Regions from separate parts of the Anas platyrhynchos genome. Here region 1 is linked to region 2. Evidence: chromatin contacts called from public Hi-C data. All regions are on one chromosome and are shown on one strand. Each heading gives the region's core, a stretch centred on a gene start, on an enhancer-like site or on the middle of the called end of the contact. The rest is flanking DNA. Distances are from core to core; before and after follow the strand shown. Region 1 overlaps RAD51B (RAD51 paralog B). Region 2 has its middle 21 kb from the start of ZFP36L1.

Region 1 (5,491 bases), core at 988-3,487, 420 kb before region 2:
GCATTCTGTTGGAACAGTGCAGTGAGCTCTGCTGTAAGGGGGCAATAAAGAACTGAGAAGGTTTAGAAGAAAGAGATAGCATTGTTTGAGCCTGTCTGCAGAGTACTGCTACTGAACATCAGGCAGTGGCTTTTGTTCTTCTCACTAGAATGTACCAATTGGACAACAGATGTGTTTTTCATCTGTATGGGTTAAAAACTAAACTTAAATGTGCTAATTCTTCCAAGACTTATTTTCTGTGTGAAAATAATGAAATGTAAGTATGGCAGGTAGATGATTTATAAGCAAATCATTTCAGCAAGGATCCTTAATTATACTGAAACCACAAGAACTGACTTTGAGTCATCAGAACTTGAAGACAGAATTAATTCCCTGTGCTATAAGTCACAGCAATTCAGTTTTTCTTCATTTTAGATGTTGAAAAAATAGCATTTACATAAAGCTATTAACTAAAGAAACATTTTCAAGAATTGCAAACAGATTTTATATTCTTGTGGGTTTTATTGGTTGTTCATTTTATATAAATTGCATAAACACTAGCAGCGTTGGTGGAGTATGGAGATGATGTATTAAGGAGTTGACCAACTTTTAAAAGAGGAATTGCAGGCGTTTTCTGCTTTCTGTTCTTTCTGAATACTGGCTATATACATTTTCTGATGTGTATTCTACTATTTTGTATTCCATCAGTACACTGTTACTTATTTTGTATTGCGTTAACCTTAGAATTTGGTTACAGCATTTTTGATAAGAGGACACACTTTCTAGTAGCCAGACACTGAACTAGAAGTCATTTGGATTGTTTTCTTAGCTGTGTTGCCTGGTACCTCCCCTGGCCCAAGTTTAACGTGCAAAGGAAAATGAAGCTTTAATGAAAAGGTCTGTGGATGAAGGATTCTATTTGTGGCAAATATTGTTTGCTCACTCACTGAAGTAAGTACAGTATTCTTATTCTAACTTCCAATGAACCATCCCTACAGCAGCTTTGTGTGTTTTATTTTGGACAAAGGTGGTGGGCTGTGTTTGCACAGTGTGTTTGAATTTGCTTTTGACTGACTATTTGCTATTGCTTATGGAAAAAGATGCAATAACAAATATAGGTGCAATAATGGCGAGGTTTATTGTTGCATGTTATAAGCAAAATTCCCTGCTTGAGACTCCTGCAAATTCCCTACTTCAGGCTTTTGCATAGCTGGTTTTGTTCTTTTAAAGAACTCCAGTATTCGCTTTGAGATTAAATATAATAAAGCTTCAGCTATTCACTTCTGTTAGGCAGAATGCTTTGGTAGCTGAAATGCACTCTGATATTTATGATATTTTTTTCGTTATACGAACCTTTTGAAATTTCTATTGACACAGTTGGGAATTGGCTGTACTAGATCTTTTTCTGGCAGTTGGCTACGCATTTCTCCCAGAGCAACAACCGCAAGGTGGTGCCTTTTCATCACCTGAAAGGGAAAAGAACTCTGTTTCACGAAGTTCACGTTGGCTTTTGGCCTGTTGCTTGGCAGAACTGGACAGCTTGGATACTGAAGTGACAATTTTGATTGTTTTCTCTCTGGATACACGAGCACTATTGTTCTCCAGCCCTTATGATTGGAAACCGTTAGGTTGTAATGCTCAAAAGTTCAGAGCTCTAAGTGAAAGATAATTTCCTATAAATCAAACTTGAGTCATGTTGGCAAAATCATGAAAAGATTGGCTGGAGAGTGCTCAAGTTGTGCAGGCCAGGGAGGATAGATACTGCCAGAGCATCCTGTGAAACCAGACCTAGATCTGCAACTGCTTTTACCTGTTAGGCTTAGGCCACTTTGGTGGGACTGTGCAAGAGCCTGGAAATGGAAGAAAGGGAAATGCTTTAGGGAAGCGGTGTGCAGTTTGGGGGAATGCTGGTAAGGGCGAACTGGTGTGGCATTGATGATTCTTTTTAGTTGCATCGTAGTTCATCTTTGTATGCTCAGTTCAGTTAAAGATGAGACAGTTGGAAACCAGTCTGAAATTTTACTCTATTGCTGAATAAGACCTGAGAACAGAAGTATATAAAGAAATAGTTTTTCACATGATCTATATGTAATTCCCAGCTGTGAACCCTCTGGCAGTGAGCATGAAATCCAAAACACAGCTGATAGGGGAAAGGGTTGTTGTCAGCTCACACTGAACACTCGAATATTCATAGTGTGGTGCTTTTACAAACAGACATCGAAATACATCGGGGCAATTTGCTCTTGAGGTCTGTGCAGAACCTCTTCCTAGCTGTGTACATTTTCACATACAGTGACAATCAGTGTTGAAGGAGAACCAGGTGTGTGCCATACTATACTCGCTTTCCTCCAAAATAGCAGTTCCTCGACCCCCTTCATACCTCTCTGCCAAATTTCCTGCTGTAAATTGGTTTTATGTTTGCCTGTGTGTACCCTGTGACCCCTTCAGAATATTTGTGGTATTTTAAACCCTGCATTGTGTGCATGACACAGTGTTTAGTTTGGATATGAAGTTTAATTTAATCACACATGCTGGTTGTGGTGTTTATTTTGGAACCAATAAGTGGGAGGCACCAGTTTATATTTTATTAGTCTGGATGAATTCTCCTTGTTACTTGATAACCATGTATAAGCTCAAACTAAAAATTCATGTCCAAAGGAATGCTGAAACATGGATGGCATTTGAATACAGACTCTCGTCCACTCTGGGTTTGGATTCTGCTGGAAAACACTTTGGGTGTTTGTGGTTCGCTGCAGTGATAGTGATGGAGTGGCTGTTCTGATTCTAGAGGGTTGTGTGTTATTCCTCTCTATATGCCAGCAGAGCTGGAGAGGGAGCTGATTTGGAAAGAGCAATGCTCACGTTAGAGGAAAGGCCTTTTCTGTTTGTTTTGTGCATTGTTGCAGGCAAACGGAGCTGTGTTTGCAGAGCGAGGTTATAGATCCGTGGCCCCAGCCTTGTTTCGTTTGCTTCCCACATGGCTGCAGTTACAGCAGAGTGAGTGAGTATTAGAAACTGATTTGCTGCCTTCCCTCCCACCCCCCCCCCAACATGCCAGCAAAACTGCTCCCATGGTCTGCAGTTAATAATGCATGTGGTAGTAATTCTGGCCCCAAAATCTTACCTTTTGATGAGTGTTGAGGGGCTGGAGAAAAAAAAAAAGGTGGTGAATTTCCATGAGTCCTGTTTAATAGAATGTGATGGAAAAAGAGATTAACAGAGCCAAAAGGAATCCACCAGCAAACTTTACAGCATTGCAAGGACACCTGTCTCTTCATTATTTTTTTTGAACACTGAAGCAAAGCAATTTTGATGCATAGTTCTGTATGTCATGAAATGGCAGATACTATGAGATCTAAAGCTGCGTGTTATGCATCTAACTCCCAGCTGTATTTTCCCTGTAATATTCTACTTGTGTTCTTCTAAGAAACTTTCATTCAAGAGAAGTGTTGGAAGTCTGTCCTCTGAAAGCAATGCAATTAAAAGGCAAGATTCACTAATCCAGGAGTTGTGGCGATACCATATGCTTCCCATTCCAAAGCCTCGTGTGGCAGAATGCAGTGTTATTTCCACCAGTTATCTGCTGTTTGGTGTTTTTTCTGGTGTTTGCTATAAGTTTTTTTCCACGTCTGATTTCCTTGATCCCGTGGAAATAAACAGGGTATTGTAAAAGCATAATCAAGGTGAGAAAGAAACAGGATCGCTTTGTTTTTTATTTATTTATAAATCTGAGGATCTGCTTTACATTGTTACATTAACCTGTATTCCATGCATCAAAGGTGTGACTGTGTAGTCCTCTCAGCACCGCATGTGTGCTAACCTGCATGGAGGACGGTACTTGAAGCTATGGTATCCAGTCTGGCATAAAATTGATCAGTTATTTCTGCCTGATTTTTTGGTGCTAACTTCTGTTTGTTGTCTGTAGAAATACTGCACTTGACTGCAGACACAGTAGATGGCACTTGAGTCATTTGTTTTACGATGTTGGAGTTAAAGCCAAACTTGGTTACAAAGTTAGCTGTTTGTAGAAACAGGCATGTTTTACTGGAAGACAGCTTCAAAGCTTTTGCTTTCAGTTAGATAGACCTAGAAGATAGTAAAAGATGCATATTTTTCTTCCATACATGCAGCCTCTCTCACAAATGGTCGAATTTTTTAAGGCTACGGATGGGCAGGACATGACCAGCCTGAATCATAAATGCTGAATGGCAGATTCCCCTTAAACATGTTGCTGGTGTTCCTTCTGGTTTTGTAATCTGTTATTTACAGCATATTTTCTAATAAGGTTTCTTTATTTCTTTCTAGTCTTCTATACCTGATCTGACCATTTACGATGTGACCCTGATAAAAAAATAAATAAAAAAAAAAGGGTGAAACCTGCTAACAAAGTGGATTTCTAACAATTTCATCTTATCGGAGTAGTTTAAATACTGCATTCCTCTCTGTGGCTGAGCCTGACAACCAGTGTGCCAGTTCTGCTAATCAAAATATGAACACGTGATTTGAGACAACTCCGAAGTGGTTACTTAATGCGGTGTTGGGCGCCGTACCCTTGGGCAGTACTCCTTGGCCATTTACTTCTTCTAAACATTTTCAGTACTAGCAGTAGACAGAGTAGTGCCAGTCCCAAAAGCTGAAGCGGCAATACAGACTTCCTCATAATAACAGCCTGTCACTGTGATTCAGCACCGATGTTTATTGCTGAGTTAAGAAGGTATAGTCAGACTTAGCTTATGATTCATTCTCTGGCCCTCCTTCTGATCATTTTATTTTAATAAGGACACAATTGGACGTGAACCCTTACATTCTTCCTATGTCATTTTATCACTGCCAATTCCAGGTTCGTAGAAGTGCTCGAAGGCTAGAGCAGTGTATTTATTTACAGCCAGAATCCTCCGTCCTCTAGTATATGTCATCTTTTTTAACCAATTTTTGTAAAATAGATAGAAAGATAGAAATATCTATATATGCTTTATTAAGTTTTATGGGATTGCAACTACATTTGGAGAAATGTTGCCTGTTAAACAGGTGCTACCTGCAATGAAGTTTGATCAGTGTGACTTTGCAGGGAGCTTACCCCTTGGCTTGTTTTAACTTGAATATTTGCCAGTGAGTTTAATTTTCTCAGTACAGCTCTTTCTGATTCTGATTATACAGATATGTACTAGACAGAAAAGTAAAAACTAAGAGAAAAGTGTTGGTAACCTAATTTGAAGGCTTAGCTCCCTACTAGCACAATCGCTTCATCCCATGACTAGGACAAGTTCCCAGATGTTGTAGTTCAAACTGTCCCCAATTCAGGATGCTCCCTTCAGATTAGAGGGTAGCTAAGTCTCTTTAGCAGCTAGTGGGTCTTTTGGAAGAAAAAACACATTAACAAAAGTGGCTTTTTCTCCTCTTCGATTGAGACTCCTCAGCAGGAGGTACCTTTTTGCTTTGCCAGTTGGAGAAAGCCCACATAGACTATACTGGAACTCACAGGCATTTCATTTTAATTCCAGGCAACCATCCC
Region 2 (5,462 bases), core at 664-3,163:
TTACTGTAGGGGATCCTACCATGATGCTCTGGACAAGCATCAACTACCTGTCATGTAGCCCTGACATCCTAAGGTACCACCACTCTTCTGGGAAGACAGTCTCAGAGGCAGAGGCAGCTGACCACAGTTTCTTGTCCAGAACCACTGCTGATGAGACTCACATTAAATCTACTGGCAAATCTAACAAGATTGAATGCAGAAGGACACAGCCCCGAATAAATGGAAGTTAAGGGAATAACCTGTTTTTCTTGGACTTGGTCCAGTATTCACTAAAGGGATTCCGTGAGTATCCGTAGGATTGAAATCAGACCATAAATTTCTTATTAATTCTCTTCTGCTTTATTAAAAAAAAAAAAAAGTGCAAACCCTAATAAAATAAATAAATAAATAAATCTATTTTAAGAGTTGTTTCCCCTTTTTCTTATGTATTTATTCTCCTTTCTGCTCCATCCCGTCACTAGGAAGGGTACAGTGCACCTCTGACAGCACCATGATCTGAGAGTTGCCCATAATCTGAGCAGTATGTTCCTGAACAGGAGACTGAATCCTGCTCCGAGCTGCTGCAGCAGAGCACAGGAGTGCTGGGGGAACGTCCAGCTTGCAGCTTGCCATTTACCAAGGGCCCTGTCAAGGCAGAACTGCATCCTGCAAAGACATCCTTCTTATCTTATTATTGCCTCCCCAAACTATCAATTAAAAAAAAAAATGTCACGTTTCTGTATCTGTGGATGTCATTTGCCTTCTGCATGCACTTTTTTTTCATGCAGGGCTGTGACACACACTTCATACAAGTCATCTAGGGAGGGGTACTGTAGGCACTGAGGCACTTAAAAATGCCAGCAAAGTGCCTAATTGGATTTCAAAAGGGCATTGGCCCTGACTGCTGATTTCAGTGCAGCTTAGACTTGTAAGCCCCTGTCTCTGTCTCTAGGTGCCAAACACCTTTGAAATCTGGCTCCCTCAGTTCCCTTTTTGGCTATGGCAATTAGCTCTCAGGGAATTATGATGATGGAAGAACACCCTGACTATGAGTTCTCGGGAAATATAGAAATGGGGATAACTAAGTAACATTTAAATCAATTAGACAGTTCATTAACACTTCTGCTAACAGCCAACTTAGATTCCTGTGCATGTGCATTCTTTCCCACTGTTAGCATCTCCACTCACACACGGATTATTTACGACCCTTCTCCAACAAAAGCCTGGTTATTCTTATTTAAAATAGACCATAAAGATACATTTATTAACATTAAGGACGTTAACGCTCCCTTTTTGTCCCCATGCTTAAAAAAAGAAAAGAAGGATTCAAACCTTAAGTGGGAAGTGAATTACACAGAGTGGCTGCAGATGGGAGCCATTAAATGCCTGGCTGCCTTTTTTTTTTTTTTTTTTTAATTGAAACAATAAAGCAATTTTCTGTACAAATAGCTCTGGCAAAGTGTGGCTTTGGTTCTGTCGAAGTTCACAACCACACATCCCTAAAGATCAAATACAGCAGCGGAGCCTTGGACCTTCCTGCTCGCTGAGGAGGCCCTTGGTTCTCACCCAGGAGAGCTGCTCGCCCATCAGGCGGGGCACTGACCAAATGTGTGCGGGCTGGAGGGCGAAGCAAAGCACCGCAGCTCTTCTTTGGTTCCCACACAACTGCAGAAATTTCAGGATGAATTCCCAGGTAGCAACTCCCAGCCCAGTAACGACAAGTACAGAGTCCAGAGGAAGGCAAATCCATATTCCTTATTTTGAACAAGAAGAGGGGAAAACCCAGACATGGTCGGTTTTCCTGTAATCTTGATTGCCCGTAGGTTTTGGTCCAAACTACTAAACTGCACGGCCTGTCTGTAAATTGAGCGTTTAAAAGAAAGGCGTGTCTGTTTTTTTAACTTTTTGATGTGTGAGTAATAGGGGTGCCATCTAGAGGACAAAGTGACTTTCCAGCACATTCCCTTGGACAGGAATGGCGCTGTCAATAACCTACTCCTCTCACTACCTCCTTATAAACGACTTATCATTTCTAAATAAAATTGTTACAGTACGAAGCACTCCTCCATACACATCAATTCAAGAATTGCAAATCCTGCCTTAATCAATCCAGTTTAAGAAGGGGCTATATACGTTATCCACGTGTCTACCCACTGCAGGGATGAGATACTGAGAGCAGCAACAGGCTCTGGTTATACAGGTCTGGACACCGTCCTTCCCATCCTGACCTTGAGCTGGACACTGCAAGTCACACTGAGCCGAACTGCCAGCGGTGGGATCCAGTCTGGAGCTTGCCTTGGTGGTTCCAGCCCCATGCAGAACAACCACATCTCGTCTCATGCTCCTCTGCACGGCTGCCTAATGTCCTCTCTTGCCTGGCTTAGGAATGGCCTCTCCCTGTAGGATATTCCCTACAGTGGGCGTAGGAATCATCTAATGTTAATGCAAGCGTTAAAAGGAGCCCCGTACAGGGTAGGCATGGCCACCTCTTGCTCCCCACAGTGCTCCATGCTAATTAGTGCTAAACCCTGCCTGCCTCCCACCCACCCGGAGCGGCCGAGCAGGTTGCAGTGGAGCAGGAAAGGGAGGGTTGCACAGCACTGCTCAGGCCTCACAGCCAGAGGAACCCCAATCCAATGCCCTCGCGAAGCACTCCAGATTTGCTTGCAGACTCCCTGCACCCACTGTGTTGCAAAATCCCCTGTTGATGTGACTAAGAGTCATGCTGGCAGCCTCGGCTTCGGTTTCTACCTCTCACAGTCCTGAAATGGAGACAGGGAAGTGTCAGATGCTTTCTGTTCTCCTTGCCCAAGACTCTCTGACCACGGGTGTTTTTGCATCCACAGCGTTCAAGGGACCTTTCAGTCAGTGCTATCTCGTGAGTAGCTAAATAAAAACAGACCCAAACGTCGTCGGCTCTGCTTACATCAAGGAAAGGAGAAGCAGCTCTCCTACTACAGCAAACGCTAGCAAAGTTCTGCAAGAGGCAGCTAAAAATAGGGCTGCCCCCTACAACACTTCCGTCCTGCCTTTCACACACTTGCAGCTTTCACGTCCCATCGGCCCCACAATTTCCTTGTCGCTGGTTTGCCCCACGCCCAGTGTCCCCGCGCAGCCCTTCCTGCCGGCAGAGAGCCCCGATGGCTTTGAAGTGCGGGAAGCTCCCTTGCACCGGAGTGAGCGGCCACTTCCCCTGCTTTCTTCACTGTTTTGGTCTGCATCAGTTGCAAGTGAGAAGTGGGACAACCCCCCCGGTGAAGGTCTCGCCCCAAGAAGATGCTGAAAGTCCCTGAGGTGCCGAAGACAAGAAAAGTTTTCCTTAGCGGAGTATTTTCAAGGGTATTTTTCTTGGTAAATGAAATGATGGAAAGTGTTTGTGTGAATACCTCTGGGATAACATTCCCAACCATTCCCTTCCAATTTTGGCATTTGTTCCTGGAGAACCAGGAGCTGAAAATGGCATGAATGTGCTTCTTGGAGTCAAAAGGAAAGCAAGCACACCCGTGGTGTAAAGGAGGGGTTGTGAAGGGGACCTCCTCCGCCTGGTTGGAGGCGCGAGGCTGAGATGCCCTTGGTGCCAGGGTGCTGGCTGTCAGCAGGCCAGTGACACCTGGATGTTGGATGAGGGCACGTGGAAGGTGGAGGTGCGTTAGCCGTGTGCCATAGGAGGAGCAAGAGTGGTGCCAGTTCTGCCAGGGCAGTCTGTGAGGAGTGACATGGGACAGAGCTCGTGGGGACAGGCATCGCTGCTGAGGCAAGGAGAAAGCCATGGTGTGCATTAACCCCGATGAAACTGTTGAAAATGGTCTGTGCTGTTTGCCCAAGGTTTTCCAGACCCTGGGAAAGTAATGCCCATGGGAAGTTGGGCTGATTGGGAGCTCATGAGCATTACTGTCTTCTCCGCTCATCAGTCCAGCAGGTACCGGAAAGGGTAAGGCAGCATGTGCTGGACTCCCAGCAAAGACAAATGGATAAGACAAATCCAAGAGCAGGGCTTTGCCACCTTTTGGGCCACAGGAGGACTGAACAACTTACCACCATGTTGCCAAACAGCAGGAGCAGGGGCCCAGGCAGTCTGGGAGCTGATCCACACCTCCAGGAACTTGGAGTCCACCTGTTCTGGCCTCAAGTGGAGGGATCTCATCTTGAAGGGGAGTCACTTCACAGCCCCTGTTTGTGCTTGGGGGAGTGGATGAGGGGTAGGGTGTGTGGACTGAGAAAGCCAGATGAGTTCCCTTGCTGTAGAAGTACTGATGAGGAAAGAGAACCGTGCCTCTTCACCAGGGGTGGGTGCACTGCCTCGGGCTGTCCCCCCAGAGCCCCGACATGGTTAGGGAACCCTGCAGTTCGAGGCTGCCATAGTGAGCTGGCTTGCAAAGGGCTCAACAGGGGAAGGCATTTCTGAGGAGAGAGCCCCTGGCCAGGCTGCTGGAAGACGGCTACTTCCCCATCGGATGGTAAAACACAGCAGAAAAGCCATCAGCTCAGAAGGCACACCCAGACCACTAGAAATTCTGTCCGGACCAAGCCAGAAAATATTTCCTGAAGCCTCTTTGTCACCAGGCTGCTTTAGAAGAGTGGCACCATTGAAAGTGTAGCTAAGACTGGCTGGAAACAGGGCTGTGGCAGGAGAAGGGTGCCAGCCCCACTGCTGGGTAGCTCCTGTGGGTACACGTGTGTGCATGTGCAGGGAGACGGGGGGGGGGGGCTGGTTCCTCAGCAGCTTTATTTTTCTCAGTCAGGTTCAGAAAAGAAGCATTTGTAAGCTCTCACTACTTCTAAGCCTCGCCAACCACTCTCAAGAACAGCCTGTGAAGGTTTCCTGGGTGGTTGCCTTGTGGTTTCTACCGTTGCAGTTTAGTATCTGGGTCTTAATTCGGCCTCCCCCCTCACCCCGCTGCCCTGCTGGTGGCCACAAAGGCGGGCTGCGTGTGCCCTTTGTCAGGCTGTGCCCCGCGTCCCTCAGGAGCTGCAGCAGGGTCAGGAACAGGCCTGCAGCCCTCAGGCCTTTCTCACAGTGCTCCTCAGGGCAGAGGCAGCCCCAGGGCAGGCAGCAGGATGGGAAGGGACAGGCAGGTGGGCTGACAGCAGATCCTTCGAGGGAGCTGCGCATGCCCCGGCTCCTTCGGCTGGTTTTTGAGGCCCCCGCTCCCCCTCCTCGTCCTTCCGCTCCCCCGGCAGGTGAGCCTGCCGGAAACCACACGAGCGGAGGAAGGCAGAGTTTCCAGTTCTCTAGTCAGGGGTGTTGTTGTGTATTTTTGGTACATAAATACATATTTTTTTTCCACAAAGGCTTGGGTCACCAGGGCTATTTTAAGATGGGTTTTTCAAGTTTCCTCTAAAAAGGGTATTTCGTTGAGGCAGTGTTACAGCACCATCTGGTGGGGTCACAGCTAGCCTCCCGCAGCAGAGGGGCCGTGAGGCTTTCTGCAAATGGCTGGCACGAAGGGGCCTGTGGGAGCAGAGGGCTTCTCGGTCTGTCT

What was found. A called contact is a pair of places that touch in the nucleus more often than the background predicts.
Region 1: a contact with region 2 is called in a Hi-C map of subcutaneous adipose tissue, with 4 times the contacts expected there. The contact joins two enhancer-like sites. A contact is called at or near these places in 2 of 8 Hi-C or Micro-C datasets (skeletal muscle and subcutaneous adipose tissue).

What each region holds. Positions count from the first base shown.
Region 1 is chr5:37,797,432-37,802,922 of IASCAAS_PekinDuck_T2T, reverse strand. All of the region lies in intron 8 of RAD51B (RAD51 paralog B), which reads left to right. Among named protein-coding and RNA genes, the nearest start is that of TMEM229B, 71 kb to the left of the region's middle. Within about 2 kb of position 2,237, at least 1 of the 8 cell types and tissues checked has an H3K27ac peak or open chromatin away from gene starts, as enhancers often do.
Region 2 is chr5:37,381,287-37,386,748 of IASCAAS_PekinDuck_T2T, reverse strand. No RefSeq gene overlaps it. Among named protein-coding and RNA genes, the nearest start is that of ZFP36L1, 21 kb to the left of the region's middle. Within about 2 kb of position 1,913, at least 5 of the 8 cell types and tissues checked have an H3K27ac peak or open chromatin away from gene starts, as enhancers often do.